Linked DNA regions of Gossypium hirsutum: all the other regions are linked to region 2. The links are chromatin contacts, called in public Hi-C maps. All regions are on one chromosome and are shown on one strand. Each heading gives the region's core, a stretch centred on a gene start, on an enhancer-like site or on the middle of the called end of the contact. The rest is flanking DNA. Distances are from core to core; before and after follow the strand shown. Region 1 holds the start of LOC107897149 (probable sucrose-phosphate synthase 3). Region 2 holds the start of LOC107896978 (pentatricopeptide repeat-containing protein At1g63080, mitochondrial). Region 3 holds the start of LOC107897148 (protein maph-9).

Region 1 (4,778 bases), core at 1,150-3,649, 360 kb before region 2:
TAATTCTATGGACAATGAAATGAAGAAATTCAAGAACTACATACATAAAAATTTTCCGTTAATGAAAGATGTAAATCATTGGGAAGATGAAAAATACACATGTAAGTTGAAAAGATTTTTGCCATCTCTTCCAATAACAAATCATTGGTTTAACTGAAAAACTAAATAGAGTAGATAAGTCCTTTGTCTTCATCTCGGTTCAATGGATGTTCTCAACTAGAGGATGGGGTTAACCATTTTAAATTGCAATGGCTATCATTAGGCAAGTAAGCACTTCCTTTCTCTTCTAAAGTTTTAAACGAAATACGACACCAAAAATGGTTTTATCAAACTGTACATTGAATCCATGGACAAAAACTAACTTATAAAGTAGGCTTAAGATGGACAAATCTAAGATGAACTCAAGATTGATGTATACTAGGAGGGAAAATGATACCTGATAAGGATAATGTAAAGTTTTTTTTCCTTCTTGTCATCTGACCACAGTTCCAAGCTGGAAGCGTTAATATGGAAAGTTACCCTTGGGGTCTCAGCATGTATCAACTCGCTCACAGTGTCTCCCTTCTCTCCTTCTGACAGGTCTTCGGCCAAGTCCTCAGTGGCATCCTTGCGCACTAGTTCACGTTCCCACCTCCGCTTTGCCAATCTTTGCAGTTCTTCCCATTCCAACTATTTACATAACAAGATTGAGATTTGAGTCCTCTACATTGTTTCATTTTCAGTAAGTAAAAGCTTATTTCAGGTTTCTTGGCTCTCAAAATATATTATTTTACTTAAAAGGGGAAATGTCAGACCTTAGAACTATTCTAGCAAAACTCTCATTTAGTCGAATTAAACAGGAAGAAGCACTTACAGAATTGTCCATTTTACAGAGTTAACTACCTTCAACAAGGAATTTCTTCAAACACAAGGTACCATATAGTAAAATGAGCAGATATAAATATTCAAGCTGTTAACCGGACTGGATAATCGAGAAAGACAACCTAACTAGTCCTCACATACGTACATGGACATCCAAAGACACGTGCCTATACAATTATACACGTATTCATTACTAATATTTTTCATGGTTTCTTGCTAACTTCAGTCAGGCTTATCATACATACTTGTAGATTTAAGCTGCATTAAAAGGAATCAAGGGCTATTCAGCCTGATCAACAAAGTACCGAATCTAGATTAATCATAAACGCATAAGGAAAAAAGTAAAAATAAAAGAAGAGCCAATACAATTTAAGAATGCCAATTGCTCAAAATGATTCATAATTTTCCTCTCTTTACCAAAGGGTGTAATTGCAGTCACCTACTTCTTGTGGAAAAGGCCTAAAAGAGCCTACTAACTTTTAACATCCATCCACATAAGGTCAAATAAGTATGCTTATTATACATGTACTTTTTCCTTCACATGAATCACTAAGGTCAGGTACTTTTTACTACAAACAGAATACATGTAACATGTCCTTGGAAATTTGCATTTTAAAACTAAGAAATGGAAGCCATAATTTCAACAGCTTTTCATGGTGATGTGTGTATACACACACACACATACATATACATATATGTGTGTACATGTAAATGAAAAAGAATAGAAAGGTAACAATGATAGAAGGATAGAGGAGGGACCTGCTTCTTTTTACGGGTAAGGTGCCAAATGCGCCAGCACATGTTCTCGAGCCTGGAACTACGTTCTCTGGCATTCCGGGTGGCGACAACCTTGATCCATGTCCTATGTAGATCGGTTTCATCAACACCTGTCACCACCTCTTCAACAAAGTACTTTGTGGGATTAAAATGACCTCTTTCTCTCAAATCCACCGTTGGCTTTTGTTCCTCGATAGCTGCTGCTCCACTATCCAATATTGCCTCCAAGTACCCATTTATCCACTCGTTCCCTGCCATTCTTTTTCCTTCACTTTCTCCCAGAAAACAAAGCCAGTTCTACAGCTTTCTTGGCCTAAGAAAGCATCCTGATTTTTCAATATCAAAGCAATTCTGTGAAAAAAACTTATCAACACAACATAAGGCTGCCTTGTGTTTCGGGCTTCAGGTACAAGGGAAGTGTTTTTATGTTTTTTCACTTAGAACTCAAAAACAAAGTATGAATACAAAATTGTTGAATTTGAAAATAGAAACAAAACAATAATGATAGGAAAAGAAAAAGAAATATACAGGGGAGTGTCTTGGTGTCTACATTGAATTAATAATAAAAACGTTAAAAGAACTCGGGAAGAAAGTTTTGAAAAAAAAAAGGTTTGAAAAAGGTAGAATTCGTTTAGGGTGGAAAGAGTCCTGGAAGAGAAGGAAAGGCATTAATAAACAAAGAGAAAGTGAAGGGAGAACAACTTAATGAGAGAAGCGAAGAGAAAGGGAGAGAGGTCCATGCAAAAAGGAACACATGGCTACAGAATGGTGGGTTAACCAGATGACGACACGTTTACATAAAATAAAAAAATTGCATGTAAAGCTTTAGTTTCACACAGTTCGGATATGGAATGCAAGGTGTGGGTGTGGATTTGGGTGTATTTGTTTTCCTTTCTTCACCTTTCCATGGATTGTCCGCTTCTCGTTCCTGTTTTTCCTTTTAAAACTCCACAGATTTGGGTGTTTGTGTTTTTATTAAATAACTGATTAGTAGATAAATTTATATTTTGATCATTTAATTTTAAAAAATTATAAATTAATCATTAAATGTTGTGAAATAATAAAAAAAGAATAAATTACAATGTGATAGAAGAAAGAGTGTAGAGAGAATATAGAAGAGAGAGTGTATCTTCTTTTTATATATATAGTTTTCATGAGTACATGAGCCCCATATATATAGGGGTTAAAAGTAACTCTCTAATTATTATAGGGCATGTAAAATGTTATGACCTTTTATCTCTCATATTAATGGGATATAGAAAAAGTTTTATAACTTATGGAGTTGATAATGACATCCACATAAATATTTCATAACACTCCCCCTTGGATGTTTATTATCTAATTATACCTCGTTAAAACCTTACTAAGAAAAACTCAGTAGGACAAAAACTTAGTGAAGGAAAAAGAGTACATAATTATACGCTTGATATGCTGCCTCATTAAGAAAACCTTACCTGGAAAACCCAGTGGGATAAAACCAAGGTTAAGGGAAAAAGAGTACAGCGCGTATTAACTCGCCCTAATGGCTACATCACTTGAGATCACGAAGGTGACGCATTCCAATGTAGTAAACAAGCTTCTGAAACACTGATGTAGGAAGCGCCTTAGTGAATAAATCTGCTAAATTCTCACTTGAACTGATCTGCTTAACTTTTATCTCCTTAATCTTCTAGAGGTCATGAGTGAAGAAGAATTTTGGTGCAATGTGTTTTGTTCTGTCACCTTTGATGTATCCACTATCGAGCTGATCAATGCATGTTGTGTTGTCTTCAAACAAGACAGTTGTAGCTTCCTTTCTAGATGATAAACCACAATTATTCCTTATATGCTGGATCATAGATCTTAACCATACACATTCATGACTTGCTTCATGGATTGCTAAGATTTCTGCATGATTAGACGAGGTTGCTGTAATTGTTTGCTTCATTGTGCGCCAAAAGATTGCAGTATCTCCATATGTAAAAACATATACAGTTTGTGATTTTCCATTATGAGGGTCTGACATAAATCCTGCATCTGCAAAACCAATCAACTCTGTCTTAGATTTATTAGGGAAAAATAGACCCATATTCTTTGTGCCTTGGAGATAACGAAATATCTGTTTTACTCCAGTCCAATGTCTCTGAGTTGGGCATGAGCTAAATCTTGCTAGCAAATTTACAGAAAAAGATATATCAGGTCGGGTATGGCTAGCAAGATACATTAATACCCCAATTGCACTGAGGTATGACACTTCAGGACCAAGAAAATCTTCACTATCTTCCCGAGGACGGAAAGGGTCTTTACTTGGATCAAGTGATCTTACAACCATCGGGGTAGTTATTGGATGTGCCTTATCCATATAAAATCTCTTTAGCACCTTTTAAATATACGTTGATTGATGCATAAGGATTCCTTCTTTTAGGTGCTCAATTTGTAACCCCAAACAAAATTTCGTTCTTCTAAGGTCTTTCATTTCAAATTCTTTCTTCAAGCACTAACAGTCTTTTGGATCTCTTCAGGAGTTCCAATGATATTCAAATCATCAACATATACTGCAATAATTACATATCCAGATCCAAACTTCTTAATGAAAAATGCATGGGCAAATTGGATCATTCTTGTATCCTTCTTTCAACAAATACTCGCTTAGACGATTATACCACATGCGTCCGGATTATTTCAATCCATAAAGGGATTTGTGCAATTTGATCGAATAATGTTCTCTAGAACCTGAACTCACTGCTTCAGGTAGTTTAAATCCTTCAGGGAGTTTCATATAAATGTTAGTATCCAGTGGGACATACAAATAAGTTGTTACTACATCCATTAGGCGTAAATCAAGCCCTTCTCTTATATCCAGACTTATCAAAAATCTAAATGTAGTTGCATCCACCACAGGAGAATATGTCTCCTCATAATCAATTCCAGGTCTTTGTGAGAATCCTTGTACAACTAAACGTGTTTTATACCTTACAATTTCACTATTTTCATTTCTTTTACGCACAAAAACCCATTTGTATCCCACTGGTTTCACACCTGTAGGTATACGGACTACAGGTCCAAACACTTCTCTTTTCGCTAGCGATTTCAATTCATTTTCAATTGTTTCTTTCCATTTTGGCCAATCATCTCTTTGTTTACATTCCTCAATCGATTTT
Region 2 (4,342 bases), core at 1,435-3,934:
ATTCCTACGTACTCTATGATATGCTTTTTGTTACCTAAATCGCTTTGTGCTGAATTGAAGGGTATTATGTCTAGGTTTTGGTAGCAAAAAAGGCATGGCCAAAGAGGTATCCATTGGTGCGAATGGGGTTGGTTGTGCGAGTTGAAAGAGGTAAGAGGTTTAGGTTTTCGCAGCCTAACTAAATGCAACTTAGTGTTATTAGCGAAGCAAGGTTGGCATCTTATACATCATCTAAATTCGTTTTTAGTGTAAGTTTTAAAAGTAAAATATTATCCAGAGAGTGATTTTTTGAATGCTAAGTTAGGAATTTACTATCGTATACCTGGCAAAGTATTTAGGCCACTAGGGGCCTTCTGGAGACGGGCCTCTGTTGGAGAGTGGGTAAGGAGGACAAAATCAATGTTGTGAAGGATGCTTGGATCCCTGGATCTATTAATTACAAAATCAATTGTTCTATTCAAGGTAATGGAATAACTAGAGTCTCAGAATTAATTGATAGCTTGCATGGATCTTGGAAAGAAGATGTGATGATGTGATTCGTGATGCCTTTTCCGTTGAAGATGCAGACAGAATTTTGTGGATCCCTCTGGCCACGGTGGAACACAATGATCTGCTAGAGTGGAAAGGTGAATCTTCGGGCGAGTTTTCAGTTAAGAGTGCATACAAATTATTACTTGACTCTAATACTGACTTTAATGCCCATGAGATACAAAATGAACTGAAATACTTTGACAAAAAATTATGGAGCCTTAATCTCCCAGCAAAACAGAAAATTACAATTTGGAAAGTCTCGAAATACTTTTACAGTACAGACAACTTAGATCAAATTCAATCTGCCCAAGATGTGGCGTGGGAGTGGAAACGATTGTACATGTATCCTGAGACTGTCATGTGTCAACAGTAGTATGGATGCATTTAAATTTAGTTTGTGTATTATCTAAACCGAATCTGGGGAACTGGGAGTGGCTCACCTGGGTTTTTGCAGAAGGATCGAGCAGCTAGTGTCGAACGTTTTGCTACGCACTTTGGGTTATCTAGAATGCGAGGAACAAAGTAATACATGAAAGGCAAAATAATTCAGGGAGGGAGTTAGTGAACATAATAACCATATTTGTGCAGGAAAGTGATGCTATGAGTAATAGAAGCCTTACCAAACATCTTTCTTGTTTAGAGTGGAAACCCCTAGAGAACGGAACCGTGCGCATCAATTTTGACGCGGCTTTTAACCATCATCACTTCAGATCTGCCGTGGGGTTGGTGGTCAGAAATGATAGGGGGGAGGTTTTGGTCTCCAAGTCAGTGGTGGAGAATCGGATTGCCTCCTCTTTTGTCGCGGAAGCTTGTACATGCGCTCATGCAGTTAGGTTGGGGATAACCATGTGTTTGGACGCAGTAGAAATCGAGGGAGATGCGTTAACAATTATAAAAAAATGTCAGGCTGATGTTGAAGACAAGCCAGAAATAGGAGCTTATATTAGAGAAAATACACCAGAATAAGGGTCGATTTAACAAGATATGGTTTAAGTATATTCTTAGACGGGTAAATCAGACAACTCGTATTATTGCCACAGAGAGTTTAAAGAGAGAAGAGGAGTTTTACCTGGAACGGAGTCTGCCTTCTTACACCGTCGCTTCGCTGGGACTGGGAAGGCAGCTGGAACGTGAACCTGACTGAGAATCTCAAAGGTCTTTCGTACTATCGGAGAAGAAGATAAAGGATTTTGATGAAAAGTAGCTTCCTTTTTCTGATTTTGACGAAAAGTAGATTTGGAGAGTGGTGGGTGGCAGTTTCATTAAATTCGACTTGACAGGGGACTTTTAGTTTCCTTCTTCCGATTTCTTTTGTGTTTTCTTTTTGCCCGGTGGGTCTCGCTGCTGGGCTTCTGTTATCTGTTGAACTTTATTGCTGGGTCCAGTTCATTTTCAATAAAGTCCAGTCCTATTATTTAAAAAAAAATGGTCTCTCCGAGCCAAATATAGTTTTGTCCTGACTGATTCAATTGCAACTGTACAGTGATGATATGGAGACGGTAATGAAGACGAAGAGAATAACCTCAACGATTTCTGGTTTTATTCTTCCTAATTCTCTTCTTTTTCCTTTTTCTAAACTGCCCGTTACGTGTTTTCTTTCCAGTTGTTCTACTGCTTCTGATGAAAATGTCAAGATGGGTATGTCCAAACCCACCTATCTCGAGAATTTGGTCATACATAAGTGTAAATCAAGATCCCTTGAGCTTGATGAAGCTCTGGGTTTTTTCAATTCCATGATTTCAATGAGACCCTTGCCCTCAGTTTCGGCTTTCAATTATCTGCTTGGAGCAGTCTCCAAGATGGAACAATGTGCATTTGTTGTTTCCATGTGTAAACAGATTATGGGTTGTAGTGACTTCCAACCTAATATCTTTACAATGAACATTTGGATCCTTTGTTTGTGCAATTTGAAGAAGGTGGACTTAGGTTTCTCTGTGTTGGCTATGATTGTAAAACTTGGTCTTCAACCTGACGATTATACCATGAATACTCTGCTTATTGGACTGAGCGATGAGGGTAAGATTAACAAGGCAATGGGAGTGTTTAGGAAAATATTGGAGACTGGATATCCGCATAATCAATACACTTTCAGTATTATTATGAGGGAACTTTGCAGATCAGGGAATTCTCATTTGCTGTTCTTCTTCTGTTAAAGATGAATGGAAATGGAAGCTTTCAACCTGATGCGGTGTGCTATAGTACAATTATTGATGGATTCTGTAAAGAGAATTGCATGGACAAGGCTTTGATTATCTTTCGAGATATGTTAGATAGGAGAATTAAGCCTAATGTTGTTACATTCAATTCGTTGATTAATGGATTTTGCAGCGTTGGCCAGTGGGATGAAGCAAAAGAATTATTAGTTGACATGGGTAACAAGGGGATTTCCCCTAATGTCTATACCTTAAATACTCTAATTTCTGCTCTTTGCAAGGATGGGAAGATCCAAGAAGCAATATTTGTATTTGATTTAATGACCCAAAGAGGCACAAGGCCTGATGTTATCACTTATACTATGCTAATTCATGCCTTATGCAAGTTTGGCGAATGGAGATTGGTCAGGAATTTCTTTGCAAACATGATTGCATCTGAAATTTTACCTTCCGTTTTAACTTTCAATTCCATGATATATATTTTATGCAAGGAGGGGCAGTCATCAGAGGCAATTGAAATTCTGGAACTAATGAAAGGCGTGAAACCGGATGTTGTTACCTATAATCCTCTTATTCAAGGACTTTGTCATTCTGGGCAATGGGAAGAAGCAACAAGCTTGCTCAATAGAATGATGAATGAAGGAGTCCATCCTGATGTTGTGACTTTCAATTCTTTAATCAATGCTTTATGCAAGGAAAAGAGGACTTCAGAAGCCTTTACTGTGTTGGAATTAATGATACAGAGAAATGTAAAACCTAACGTTGTCACATACAATTGTTTAATATATGAGTTTTGCAGTTCGGGCAAATGGACGGAAGCAACAACCGTGCTCAATAGAATGATGAATGAAGGAGTACATCTTGATGTAGTAACTTTCAATTCTTTAATCAATGCCTTATGCAAGGAAAAGAGGACTGAAGAAGCCATTACCATGTTGGAACTAATGAGTCAGAGAGGTGTAAAACCTGACATTGTGACCTACAATTGTTTAATACGTGGATTGTGCAATTCAGATAAACGTGCAGAAGCCACAAGCTTGTTTAGTAGGATGTTGAATGGAGGAGTCCAGCCTGATATGGAAACTTTAAGATCTTTAATCAATGCTTTGTACAAGGAAAACAAGTATGAAGAAGCCATTAGCATGTTGGAACTAATGAGTCAGAGAAATGTAATACCTGACATTGTCACCTACTGCTTTTTAATACTTGGATTGTGGAGTTTAGGTAATTGTGCAGAAGTGACTAGCTTGTATAGTAGGATGTTGAATGGAGTCCAGCCTGATGTGGAAACCTTAAGCTCTTTAATCAATGCTTTGTGGAAAGAAAAAAAGATTGAAGAAGCCATTACCTTGTACAAATTAATGATTCAGAGAGATCTGAAACCAGACATCGTCACCTACAGTTGTTTAATACATGGATTATGCAAATCAGGACAATGTGGAGAAGCAACAAGCTTGCTTAGTAAGATGGTTGCTGAAGATATTGTACCTGATGTTGAAACTTTTAACATTTTGTTGGATGCTATCAGCAAACAAGGAACAAAAGAAAAAACTCATGAAGTACTGAAGGTGATGGATCAAAAAGGCGTGAAGCCGAATGAATTTACTTACAGGATAATGATTGAAGAAGTGTAAATGAATTTACTTACAGGGTAATGA
Region 3 (4,521 bases), core at 783-3,282, 450 kb before region 2:
GGAGCAGATGAAGGCCTCCATCCACTAGACTTGGCACTTTCCCAAAGTTCTTCTGCATTGATCTGAATAAATATTTCAGAAAAAAGACAAAAGAATGATCAAAGGTTAGAGTGATTGACAATGATGACCAGCCATTAAAAGTGGGAAAGGGCGAGAATAAATCCTATTCACTGGTTTAGCTCCCACAGGTATATAGTATGAAATAATACAACAACCAGTCTCAAGCATCTGACTACAGAGGAACTGTTTTATTACGATTATCTCAAACCATTTCCTATAAAGATAACAAAAACCTATCAACAAATATTGTTAAAGGAAGCGGAATCATGCATAAAAACACCTAAAGTCTCTGAAAACTAGCTAATGATCCTCTTGGACTTAATCCGCATGATCCTAGCAAATTAGCATAAAACCAAACCAATGCAATAAATAAAACATTTCCACTTTGATGAATTTTCATGCAAGTAAATAGGTCAATTTATGAGGTACATTACAAACGCCAAATAAAGTACCGACCAAATGAGATGGTTTGCAGACGCATCAAACAAGAGATTCCCCCAAGGCTTCTATAGAGCGTGAGCATTACTATAGACTAACTCAGACAACAAACTTAGCTACCCATTACAACAAACTAACAACATTTATGCCTTATTAAGTTTCAACAATCTGATAACAGAAGCAATCCGCAAATTCGCTTAATACTGAAAATTTAATCACAAAGCCAGGGAATAAATTCAAGACGATCAGATCCTAACTCTTTACAAGAACCACTAACCTCGGAAGGCTCTAGAGATCCGCGATTTCCGCCAATTGTAGCCGAAAACAAAAGCGAGAGCGTGCAGATCAAAAGCACCACAACAGCAATCGTTAGTTTGGCGTAAATTCCCTTTGCTCCTACTCCTCCTCCTCCAGCTCCTTGTTTCCCATGCTGCCTATGCAGCCCCGACCTAAGCAACAAAATAGAAAGAAGAAGTTAAAAAATGGCAGTCTGGTTCAACGGAAAACCGAAATTTTTAACGGAAAAACGAATCAACTAGTTAGTTTGTAAACCTCCGCATAATTACGAAAGACAAAAAAAGCAATGTATTATTCCCAGATCTGATGTTTTTACAAATTTCCTTCTTTCTGGTTGTCGGTTTTACTTGCCGCGCTGTAAAACCTTGAAATTAGTCAAAGTAATGGTTAAAATGTGCTATAGCTCCCTGCCCTCTTTGTACATTTGTAATTTAGTCTTACTACTTTTATTTTAACTAATTTTATCCTTCTACTTTTTGGATCTAAAATTATTAAAATTATTCTATTAAATTCAAACTTATTACAACTGTCTTTTTTTGTTATATGACTATCAAGTAAGTATTTTTTATTTTAAAATATCAAATCAATGAATTTAATAGAAAAATTTTAACAGTGCTATAATTAAACTTATAAAAAAAGTAAAGAAGTTCCTATAAATAAAAGTAAAAGAACTATATGTTGAATATACAAAAAGTACAAAAACTTAATACATTTTTTAACTCAAAATAGATAAATAAATGAGAAATAAAGCATACTTTAGTTCGTGTTGTCAACTTAGTTCCTTAATTTTATTTTTTCACATTAATCTTTAAACTTGACAAAATTAAGAAAAATTTTCAAATTCAAAGAGTAAACGGTGCCTTTCACCCAGAAAAATTAAAAAAAAAAGGTTTAATTCTAAATTTCATCTCTCTATGTTAAGAAAGTTGAGAAATTCATCCTTATCGTTTAATTTGTCAAAATTTAATCTGTACTTTATGAAAAATGAGAAATTAATCCAATTATTAGTTAAATACATAAATTTGAAGAGTTTATTTTTGCTATACAAATTACAAAACTATTACTAACTCTTTACATATAAAATTAATGAACGGTTAATTTTCAAGTCATCGATCTATCATGATATTATCTAATTTGATCAACTTCGTAATTTTTGTAAAAACAAATTCCGACAAATTAAAACAGCGGAATAAAAGTACGAAATTAGAATTAAACCTTAAAAAATTTAGAAAATAATAATAATGATTAATGAGTGAAAACTGGGGTGTAGTTTGGAGAAGGGAAATGAACGATGGGATTAGGCGGTTGTGTTGAGTAATTGGAACTGTTTCTTGGATTGGGCCTCCATTAATGGCAGAGTAGCCCATGCCCAACACAAACAAAACCCTCCTCTTTCTCCACCAGCAGCAGAGTAGCTTCGAAGAACACAGCAATGCCGAACTCTTTCAGGACCCTCTCCAAAACCCTCACCCGCTCATTCTCCACCAAATCATCCCACCAGAACCACCACCAGAAAACCCACAAATATTTAGATCCCAACTCCTTGTTGGGCAGCTGGAAGACCCCCAACAACCCCAAAGAGGCCGAGAAGAAACTCGCCCTGTTGCGACGAGACTACGCCAAGCAAGTAAAAAATGTACGCAAGGAGTACATCCACGAGATGGAGTTGTTGCGTCTTGAGAAGCTCAGAAAAGAAGAGGCTAGGAAAGAGGCTATACGAGTTGCTAATGAGGAGCGTAAAAGGCTTAAGGCTGAGGCTGCTAGGGTTAGAGCTCAAGAGCGTATCGTTGCTGAAGAAGAGTTTCGACAAACCCTGGTAATCTTCTACCACTCATACTTTGTTTCTTGAATTTTATGATGAATTTCAGTTATAAAATTAAAAAAATTGGAAATTGGGATTGGTAGGTTTGTTTAAGTGAAACACCAGATTCAAAACCCTAATTTCCTTTGCCTATCTTTCGATTATGTTAGTTTATATATAAAATAAAGTTAATGTTCAGTTAAGAAATTAAATTTTATTGTTACCTTTATTCGTTAGTTTAAGTTGAGTAGGAGAATCTCCCAAGCCTATCCATTTGTTCCATTGAATCGACGAACTAAATTTATACTGGCATTTACACTTTGACTGTATGGATATCCTATATCATAATAGTTGTTATCCCTTGATGCCCTGCTGGATATGGTTGATTCTCATTCTACCATGGCTAGGTGATATGGTAATTACGGTTGATCTCGGTCAACATGATGATATACTTCTGCTTACTACTAACATTATTGAGTTTGAAGTTGAGCATGGGAATTGAGCCGATCTCAAGCAGCTGGATTTTTTTTAATCTTATTGATTTTGTATCAAGCTCAAGTTTCTTTCAGGCTTGAGCTCAACTCGGCCTGGTTAAGCCCCTAGCCTTACCTTATATCTATGGCCCTATTTCTACTTCTCAATTTGAATATGAAGTTACTTGATCCTTCAAATCTTGGTCTTTATCAAATGGTCAAGGTTCTATTTCCATGAATGCAGTTGAAAGAAAGAGCAGAAAAGCTTGAAAATTGGAGAATGAAACAAACGCTACATGAGAATAAGAAGAAAGAGGCGAAAGATCTAGTGCGTAGAAGAAGTTCCATGTGGATTGAAGAACAGGAATTGGAGAGTAAGATCTTTAGTGCCATTGTTTTTTAACTGATTTTTCCTTTAAATTCGAAGAACATAAAATAAGGATTTTACGTGAATCTAGTGACTAATGGAAATGTTTGTGTACTGTTTGTTTTTCTCTGTTAAAACCCTGCATCAATGTGGTTTGTTGGTAACAGCTTCATTGAAGATTTATAGTAAGTTTTGGACTATTATTCAAGCATGCATATATATACTTTATTGGCTGAATGCTATTCAACTGTTCAAGTGAATCAGCTTGTCTCTCACTCTTGCCTTTATTGCCTTTATTGCCTTTATCCTACTCTTTTCTTCTACAAACAGACCACACTGTTGGTCTCTAAACCTTCTGAGCTAACAATGTAATCCGCTGGTTGCTTTAACCCTTTTTCAAGCTATGCTTTTGGAACTTGAGATGAGTGTTGGATACATGCTTGATACAGCTATGCTCAACTTTAAGCTTTTCTATATATGTATATACATATATTGTAACTTTATATACAATCAATCTGGGCAAGTATGTTATGGAATGTGGAAGAGACTTGAAGATTCTATACAAGGCCTGTTAAATACGAGCCTGCCTGACAGTTTGCAGAAATGATGATGCTTCCGTCGATTAACTTTTTGAGTTTTGCAAACAAAATGTTATCCAAGTTGGATCTTATAGAGCTTGAAAACCAAGTTCCCTCTGACAATGAAGAAGAAAGTCCAATTAATTCCGTTCTTTGGTCTTCTGTGTCTCCTGATTACTGAACAGTGCCTTAAAGAAAATCAGTAGCCCCCAAGGGATCTCAACAGGAGAAACTAACAAAGACCGTGGTTCTCAATCTAATTTCCCATGTACCATCAACTCATACAATAGCCCTAATAGTGTTTTTTAGTTTAAAGCCTAAAAAACATATTGATCTTAAGCTTTGAAACTGGTACAAAAGGAAAATTCCAGGGTTGAGAGTTGGAAGACAAAACAGAGCGAATCTAGCATATCAACAATTCTGGAACAAACGACATCATGGAATCTCATGGCATATGAACAATTAAAAGACCAACGGACCTTGTTCACTTTATTTTACAAAAGGGTG

The links. A called contact is a pair of places that touch in the nucleus more often than the background predicts.
Region 1: a Hi-C map of hypocotyl shows a contact between it and region 2, with 2.9 times the contacts expected there. The contact joins the promoter of LOC107897149 here to the promoter of LOC107896978 in region 2. A contact is called at or near these places in 8 of 34 Hi-C or Micro-C datasets (callus, hypocotyl, leaf and 1 more).
Region 3: a contact with region 2 is called in a Hi-C map of leaf, with 3 times the contacts expected there. The contact joins the promoter of LOC107897148 here to the promoter of LOC107896978 in region 2. A contact is called at or near these places in 16 of 34 Hi-C or Micro-C datasets (callus, hypocotyl, leaf and 2 more).

The regions. Positions count from the first base shown.
Region 1 is chrA10:70,984,823-70,989,600 of Gossypium_hirsutum_v2.1, forward strand. LOC107897149 (probable sucrose-phosphate synthase 3) reads right to left here and starts at 2,400. Exons shown (of 13, transcript XM_041079160.1): 1 at 1,621-2,400; 2 at 437-669. The coding sequence starts at 1,896. LOC121208013 (secreted RxLR effector protein 161-like) reads right to left here and starts at 3,949. Exons shown (of 1, transcript XM_041078540.1): 1 at 3,308-3,949. The coding sequence starts at 3,949. The coding sequence ends at 3,308.
Region 2 is chrA10:71,341,222-71,345,563 of Gossypium_hirsutum_v2.1, forward strand. It overlaps LOC107896978 (pentatricopeptide repeat-containing protein At1g63080, mitochondrial), which reads left to right and starts at 2,685. Exons shown (of 1, transcript XM_041079162.1): 1 at 2,685-4,342. The coding sequence starts at 2,687. The coding sequence ends at 4,318.
Region 3 is chrA10:70,890,988-70,895,508 of Gossypium_hirsutum_v2.1, forward strand. It overlaps LOC107897148 (protein maph-9), which reads left to right and starts at 2,033. Exons shown (of 2, transcript XM_016822495.2): 1 at 2,033-2,611; 2 at 3,314-3,651. The coding sequence starts at 2,228. The coding sequence ends at 3,472. It overlaps LOC107897144 (O-fucosyltransferase 1), which reads right to left and starts at 1,163. Exons shown (of 10, transcript XM_016822492.2): 1 at 1,051-1,163; 2 at 776-947; 3 at 1-62. The coding sequence starts at 1,058. LOC107897147 (alkaline ceramidase) reads right to left here. Exons shown (of 3, transcript XM_016822493.2): 3 at 4,450-4,521.